Linked DNA regions of Drosophila melanogaster: region 2 is linked to region 1. Evidence: chromatin contacts called from public Hi-C data. All regions are on one chromosome and are shown on one strand. Each heading gives the region's core, a stretch centred on a gene start, on an enhancer-like site or on the middle of the called end of the contact. The rest is flanking DNA. Distances are from core to core; before and after follow the strand shown.

The links. A called contact is a pair of places that touch in the nucleus more often than the background predicts.
Region 2: a contact with region 1 is called in a Hi-C map of the Kc167 cell line, with 1.7 times the contacts expected there. The contact joins the promoter of lace here to the promoter of DCTN5-p25 in region 1. A contact is called at or near these places in 1 of 107 Hi-C or Micro-C datasets (the Kc167 cell line) and 1 of 6 datasets of contacts at active chromatin or transcription factors (the Kc167 cell line).

What each region holds. Positions count from the first base shown.
Region 1 is chr2L:15,003,645-15,007,974 of dm6, forward strand. DCTN5-p25 (Dynactin 5, p25 subunit) reads left to right here and starts at 2,089. Exons shown (of 3, transcript NM_165097.4): 1 at 2,089-2,228; 2 at 2,317-2,616; 3 at 2,674-2,963. The coding sequence starts at 2,181. The coding sequence ends at 2,895. It overlaps Ankrd49, which reads right to left and starts at 3,787. Exons shown (of 2, transcript NM_135891.4): 1 at 3,562-3,787; 2 at 2,939-3,512. The coding sequence starts at 3,697. The coding sequence ends at 3,001. It overlaps NC2beta (Negative Cofactor 2beta), which reads left to right and starts at 4,169. Exons shown (of 1, transcript NM_135892.4): 1 at 4,169-4,330. The coding sequence starts at 4,274.
Region 2 is chr2L:15,496,882-15,501,194 of dm6, forward strand. lace (lace,) reads left to right here and starts at 2,246. Exons shown (of 4, transcript NM_057266.5): 1 at 2,246-2,543. The coding sequence starts at 2,340.

The sequences.
Region 1 (4,330 bases), core at 839-3,338:
CAATTAAACATGACATGACTATCTAACTGGATAGCACTGGCATTGTTTTAGTTTCAGTGTAATTTCCATTCAATAATTATGCGATCTAGTGCCGCCGGTTTTGTCTCGGAGAAAACAATTCAAAAATTTTATAGCCATAAAGCCATCAAGATCAATGCGATCGTGAGCGATTGTCTTTTTTTGGTGGCGATGGGAAGGGCAGAGTGCGTGTTTCTTGATCTTGATTAGCTGGCCATTTAATAATGAGTTTTCCCAACAACAGCCACTTGATACAACAGAAACCAATTATCAAGGTCGCGGATGAGTTGGCTATTGTAAATATTTACATACACACACATAGCTCGCGGCCCTCCTTCGTGGGCTGCCCAAGGTCGAAATGTGGCAGAAGAGTTTATTCGATCGCTGTTGGACTAGTGTAAGGCAAACACTTGACTACACGTTCTACGACGAAGTCAAGACCTTCGCGGCCATGGACTTCTAATTGCTGGCAGGGAAAGTTACAAATATTACAGAAAATTACCTTGAGGTTACAAAAGTATGTACCTAGGTTGATTTCGGATTTCATATCTCCCTATATCTTAAATCACTTTATCGTTTAGATTTGCTTTAATCACCAGCATCGAGAAATGATTGAAGCTGCTTCGTATATTTAATCAAACACTTAATTAATAACCGATTCATCTCAGTTTCGCCTTGCTGAAAATCACACTTAACAATAGGCACCATTTTTAAATCCGAAATGAAACAAATTGGAATAATTTGTTTGATCAACCGATTGAAGAGTTGTTTGTGTGCACAACTCAATTAATTTCCAAACATTATTCAAGTTCAAGTTTATTAACCTTAAGTTCAAAAGTGCAAACACCAAACAGATTAATAGATTCCGATGCGGTTTTTCTCGCCGAAGGTTAAACGATTTGTGTTCTTTGCTTTTGGCGGATTCTTCAAAGCTTCAATAGACTGGCACAATTGTTTGCAGTAATTGGCATAGAAAAGCAATAATGGCAAAGTTCAGATAGTTCAAACCAAGAAGGTCAAGTGGGGTGGGGAAATTCATTGTAGCTAAGAAAGGCAGTTGTTCTTAAAAGTCTGAATATAACAAAAGATTTCTGCGCTAACAAATTTCGTTACTATTTCTCCATGTTTAGTTAATATTTTCGTAAAATCTGTTAAAGAATGTATGGAAAATGATTAAAAAAAAACAAGAGAGTCGAGTTCTCTGACTATTAGATACCCTTTACTCAGCCTTCTAGCTTTTATCTCAAATAGCTTTTATAGTTCCTGCGATCTCTACGTTCAAACGGACAGATCCTGATCAAGAATATATATACTTTATTTAGTCGGAAACCCTTGCTTCTACCTGTTACATATTATTTAACGAATCTAGTATACCCTTTCAACTTTACATAGTCTTCTTTATTGTTTAATTGACATTCTTTAAGCGTAGTTAAATCATATATGGAAAAGCCCGCAAATCCATAGCTTTGCTTACTTCTGCAAAATGTGGAGAGCCAAACGAAGAAAATAGTAATGAAAACATAAACAAATTAAAATGCTGCCAGAGCTGCCGCCGCTTGAGGCATTCGAGCGTGCCCCGCGAAGGTTAAGCCAATGGGCTGGGTCTCGCGATTATTAAGGAGCGCATTAATTGGAACTTCGTTGGAGCGTCGGACAGCGGGAAGTTAAAAGTTTTGGAAGGTCGGTGCGTCAATGGGAGGCGGCGGAGCTTACTGCGCTTTCAGCCAACAGCTGTGTGAGTTCAATTATGCACATTCTTTTCGTTCTGCCAGCAGATTTGCGCCTGAAGAGCAGCTGTCTAGATGTGCATCGTGATTTGAGAATTATGGCTAAAAGTTCAGGGTCAAAGTGGGTTAAACACCTGGGTTTTCTATGCACCCGCCAAGGCAGCTTGTAATTTGTAAAACTTCGCGTGTGTCTAATTAATAATTAGATGTAATGCCAAGCTCTTCAATGGAAAATCAATGGAATGCAACGAATTTGAATTCAAATTTGGCGCCAAGCTAATGTGGTTTAGGTCTTGACTTAACGCGTTACATTTGGTATTTTACCAACTATACACTGCGACCACACACATCAGCTGGTCGAAATATTTTCGCAAGTGCAGTTTCACTATTTTATTTACTTTACTTAAAAATAGTTTTTAAAACTGCTGATTAATCATGGAAATTCCGGATACCTACTACAGCAAAGATGAATACGTAGAGACGGCAAGTATTCGCACTGACTTCCGCTTTGGGATTCCATTTAAGCACTAAGAGATGACCTCATCATGACCAAAAAACTGATTGTTTACAGGCTTCGGGTAACAAAGTTAGTCGCCACACGGTGCTCTGTGGTTCCCAAAACATTATTTTGAACGGCAAGGTGATCGTACAGAGCGGCGCCATCATTCGCGGCGATCTGGCCAATGTCCGGACGGGAAGATATTGTGTGATTGGCAAGAACTCCGTCATCCGACCGCCGTACAAACAATTCAGCAAGGGAATCGCCTTCTTTCCCATGCACGTCGGTGAGCATGTTTTCGTTGGCGAAGGAGCAGTCGTCTCGGCGGCCACCATTGGATCCTATGTGTACATCGGCAAGAATGCCATCATAGTAAGCTATTACTTATTGTTATACCCTTGTAATCCATTTACTTTTACCATCTTTCAGGGCCGTCGCTGTGTTTTGAAAGACTGCTGTGTAATTGAGGATGGGGCTGTCCTGCCGCCAGAAACTACCGTGTCCAGCTACATGCGTTACACGGCGAGGGGAACCATCGAGGGTGGCCAGGGCAATCCGTATTTTGTGCCCGCCGCCATGCAGGACGAGATGATCAACTACACTAAGTCATTCTACGAGCATTTCGTGAGGGCTCCAGCGCCAGCCAGCTGAAAATCGTGGTGTCTACCAATTCCATCGACAGAAAACATTATTTATGAAATAAACATATTATATTAGTTATTCTATAAGTATGCGCATAGTTTGACTATTAAGTGATTAATCTATCAGTCCCGTTTCGCAGTCGTAGGCTTCCTCGCCGGACTCGAAAATGGGAAAACTCATGCCAGTACGACGGGCAATCACCGAGGCCAGTTCCTCGGAGTTGTTCTCCTTGCGCGGCTGGATGTATCGGTCCAGCAGAAGGACCGTGGCCGTATTCCGACAATTGGACACAGTGGCGGTTATGTGAAGCGGCGTCTGCTTGCCGTCCGATTCCGCATTTACATCGGCGCCAAACTGCAGCAGCAAATGGGCGCAATCCGCATTGTTCCACTTGCAGGCGGAGTGCAATGGCGTCCATCCCAGCTCCGTGCGGGCGTTGGGATTGGCATGGTACTGCAGCAGCAACTTGGCCATATCCACAAAGTTATTATAGGCAGCTCGGTGCAGCGGCGTGTATCCGTCGTTATCCTTGGCGTTCACGGTGTCTGCGTCCAGTTTTAGGATTTCCCGCACCTCGCTGATGCGGTTCTCGTTCACCGCCCACAGAATCATGCGTTCAATGCTGCCTATGATGATGTTTAATTAAACTATTTCTCTAAAATGTATTCTACTTACTTTGTGGGTTCTTGTCCTCTTCGATCAGTTCGTCGGCATCGTCGTCCCAGCCGCTCACGAACATTCCGCGCGGCACTTTGGCGTGGCGCAGCTTCTCCACCTGTGATTTTTCATCATCGGAATCGTAGTCCCCCATTTTGTGGTAATATATTAATAATAAGCCGGAATTTAAACAGCTCAACTTTTTGTTTTCTATTTCTCAAAGTGACCGTTGCTTAGCCGCTTAAGTACACTTAAAAAAATACTAAACACTTAAAAATATACTAAACGAAGAGTGGAGTTTTAAAAAGAACAGTACATTTGGTTTTTCAAATAAAAAAAAAAAAACTATTTATATAAATAATGGTAGGAATTATAAAAAAATTATTCTTTTATTTGAAAAGTCTGCCATTTAAAAAAAGGCTGTATTATTTATAATATTCATCAAAATCAAATTAATCAAAGATTATTAAGCCATTAAATTTGTGTTGAATACATAAATGATATACATCATTTTATATCATCATTTATATATTTTATTTTTAGCTATATATGCTTTATATAGTTCATTTCAATCAATTAATGATTTCATTTATTTACAAAAACAATAATTTTTCGATTACATTTTTCTGTTAGCAGTAAACGGCCACTCTAGCACACTATACTAGTAAATCCGAGAAAAACATCTGCTTCCAAGTTTGTTTGTTTGTTTGTTCCTTGAAACCAGGACGCCATGTCGAATCCGCAGGAAGAACTACTGCCGCCCAGCGCCGAGGACGACGAGCTGACC
Region 2 (4,313 bases), core at 996-3,495, 490 kb after region 1:
TTTTTTATGCTTGTTAGAGCAACGCCTGCGTCGCCCGATGGAAATTGTGAACTTTTCTTGTTTATTAAGCCAGCCAAGTCGTAATTATGCAAAGCGGGCCAAGAGCTACAAGTATGCTGCTGATGGAACGAGAGCGAATACTATAACTAATTGTATACAAAGGGGCCACAACAAGTTATTACTAAGGGCTTGCCAAGGATATTTATATCTGGATTAGTGCTCATAAGTTCGCAGAGATTTCGGTCTTAATTATTAATCTTACTACTAAATATTGTTTGGTAGAAATGGTATACAGAAAATTTTAAATTACAAGTCACTTCATTTACGTTGGTGACTAATTAGCAATATGATACCATTTTGCTGGTGAATTTCCCAGCAAAGGCGGCAAGTCAGATTTGATCCGGTAATTTGATTACACAATTGCCAAATATTTGTCAGGACCGAAAAACGACTCAACTGCCATTGTACTTGAACTCCGCACTCGATAAGCGAACCAGCCAAAGTGCAAAACCGCCAACATGCAACCAACAACAACCGGCAATCGACAACTAGCAGCAACACCAAAAATACACAGACAACCGAAATCGCAGTTAGCGGACCGAAATTGCAGACAGAAACACGGTTTGTGGCATTCAAAAGCGATTTGCACCATCAGATCATCGAGATAAGCATTAAGAATCTTTGACAGAAATTGGCTAGCTTTGAGATACAATGCATTTTTCTCCGTTTTAGGGATTAACTTGGCATAGAAGTGCAAAATATAGAAATAAGTAATAATGATCGAAGTCAACAAATTCATGAAATTTTCAACTTTACATTATATACTTTCAATGTCATGAGATTGTCAAGTGGAATATAAAAATCCTATTTAATTTATTATACAATATTTACATGTTACTAAAATAGACCAAGTAATAATATATGCTATATTTTAGAATATCCTCATCCTTGATTAAGTGCTTTGAGAAATAAATGAAACCTTCTCGAAAAGGGTATGTGATTTTCCCTCTGGCATCGGCGGAAACTTTTGCCTTCAGGGTGCCGCTGGCGTCGATCGGCAATCGCTGGATGAAAACCCGACGTGACCCGCTTTCTGGGCCTGCGGCTCAAAGGGCTTCAGCCCTGACAGTAGCACCCACTTTGGTGACTTGGACTCAGATTGGGTTTCAAATTTTTGGCATCTCCGGCTACGACAATTTGGCAATCATTTGCATATCGATGTAGCGATCGGTGCAGCTTTTGCCGGGGAACGTGTTGGCATTTTGCAGAGGCTACATCTGCCACAAAAGCTTCCAACTCAATTAGAAGCCTTAGCGTCGTTTTCATGTTGTTTACCCACAGTTGGGATGCGGCGCATACTGAAAACGAAACTGAAATGCGAGTTCAATGTTTTGATTTTGAAATGGGCTCTGAAAATCCTTGAAAAGTGTCATCGGCCGGCCACAGCAGATTAATTTACAAAATAGTCGAAATTCTTCCGCAATAAAATGTGAAGAAAAACAAAAGCCTGCGGTATGGAGATGATCTATTTATGAGGCGAAATCCACTGCCCGAGACGTGTCTCCTTGCGGCAAAGAGTCAACGCACTTCGCAGCTCATGAATTTTACTACAATTGCCGCTTTACGCACTTTTATCTGAATATCTGTTGCCTGAAATTCTGTTTTCCTCCTTTTCTTTGTGCATTTTAATCTAATTTATTATTGCCGGCGAGGCGGAATTTTTCTTTGCGTAAGTTTTGGACCGATTTTAATGCTCAAGGGGAAAATGCTTGACGTGTTAAGTCTGAAAACTTGTGGTTTCTAATATGTAATGGAATATAAAACATTATTTTTTTTAGCTTATCTCCCACTTAAATGATACATTGTTGAACCCTCGTATCATATATAAATTTATATATTTTCATTAAATTGCTGTCAAATAATTTAAGTTGAACCCCTATGTGACTAAAATAGAAACCATTTTAGTTTAAATAAATTTCTTTGAAAATCTAATTAATACAAAAATCTACTTCTCTTTTGCGACATCTGGCGCTCAGAAAGTATACTAAACAGCACTGTGGCTTGAACTGCTTGCATGGTGGAGGTATTCGCTAGGAGCTGGCAGTACTAAAAGCAGAGAACACAACCGGAAGCGTTATTCCACAAAATGTGGCCTTTTAAATTATATGTGAAAATACGATAAGTACCTTAAAATACCGAAGGCGCGCAGTTTTCAGTATAACAGCTGGCCGAGTAACTGGCCACACCATTCCAATTAGAAAGAAACCTATTTAAGCAAAACGCATCGATCTCTCCGTAATTTTTTGTCCGCTGAGTAATCGGAAATCGGCAACGGAATAATGGGCAATTTCGACGGCGATTCTGGAACGGTTTTCGAGCAGAGCTATGCGACGACCAACGGAAACGGAAAGGTGCCGAATGGCAATGGGGCGGCAGATCTCAGTGCCCCGGAAAAACAGGAACTTCTCCGGAAGTTCTCGGCACCCGCGTACACTGAAATTCGCACGCGACGCTGCCAGCCGAAGCCCGCAAACGACGCCCAGGTGAGCCAGGCATTTTCGCTCAGTGTGCGGGGTGAAACGCGAGTTAAACACTTGGACGAAACGAAAATAACGAGCTAAAAGGCCATAAAAATTGGCCAAAAATGTGGTTCCATAGCTGGTTCCATTCACCCTCTCGCTCGCTCTTCCAGCCGGCGAATTATTGATTTTGTGTGAGAGCGAGGGAGCGCGCATAAGAGAGAGGGAGAGAGAGTGAGAGTGAAGGCGTGCGTCAGCTGGAGAATTTCGGCCCAATTTTTGCTGCCCTTTTTGGCGATTTTCCTCCGCTTTTCCCGCTTCTGGGTCATCGGGCAGCCACAGCTGTTTTCCCTCCACTGCAGTGTTTTCCTCGCGTGTTTTCCTTTTCGCCGCGAGTGCTGACCATTTGGCGTATTTTGGCTACTTCCGGATGATAGAAACTATTAGAACTCTGCGGAAATATCCTATCATCATATACGATCAGAGAGTTATTTCATAAATTGTGATCATGAAAGGCAATTTGTAGTGTTGGAAATTAAAGTATTGGGCAATATTATTTCACTTTCATTATTATAATTTTAAGTAGTCTATACATTCCTCTGAGATAGCTATCTTACAATTGACTAAGCCCTAAGATAAGAACATCAGCATGTTAAAGTAACTTAGATTTCAGAAATTTCATAATACCTATTTTAGATGTGCGTTAAACTGTTTGGTACGCTAGTCCATTTTACCACATGCACTCTCTAATCTAGCCATTGTCTCTTCTTCGGCACTCCTGCACTCATTCGAAATTTTCCTAGTGACTGGAGTACGACCCCAAAGCAAACACACACATAAGTACGTAGTTTGGGTGCACAATGTGTGTGGGGAGAGCGGCACAATGCTGGTCTGGTCATAATATTGTCATGCCACGCCATGCCCGGCTCGCCTTATCAGGCCCATTCCACCAGTCTTTTACGTAAAGCCTCGCAGAATGCGATTCGCTGGTGAATCACAATGCTCCGCAATCTCCGAAGGCAGCGGTTTTGGGTGGGCGTTGATTTGTCGGTGATAAGAGTTTTGTTTTAAAATTCATGGACTCTCCCTGCGTCTGGGCTGCCAAAGAATAACTGTTGGCGGGTATACTTAACCGATTATCATATTTTTTATTATTCATAACTTTTTAAAAAGATAAGATAAACATATTATAACATTACATTCATTGGGTAATTCCGATACAATTCGATCTTTGGGGAGTGAGCAATTGTTAGTTTTCTTTTAAGTACCTAAAGATTTCATTATTGGTAGCTTTGTATTTCTTTTTTTCGGAAAGTAATACAATGGTTTACATAAAATTTATTTAATGAAATAGTTCCGTACCATGGCGACAACTTATTGAAATCATTCAGCTTGATTTAATGGCAACTAAAGACCTTTTCAAATTTTTAATCACACGAAAATAATGTTAGCGCGTGCAAGTCTCATATCTCCAATATCAACGGATAGAAAACTTTTATCAGCTCGGCAAGATTACAGTATGCATGATTTCAAAGGTAAAGGCTTAAATAAAAAAGAAATACTTAAGAATATGAAATTGCCAAAGCAATTATCTACTGACTCACAGCTAATACTTCTTGGAATCCCCACAAAATCGGTTAGAACTTGGCGTGCGCTGGTCGATTGTCAGTCGTTATCTTGGACTCCATGGATCCCCAACATATGGAAGTCATTATCTGGATCCCACACCATGCTCCCTACTTAGCTGTCCTTCTGTACGCGACCCATAGCGTAATTAGTATTACACTTTTTCTA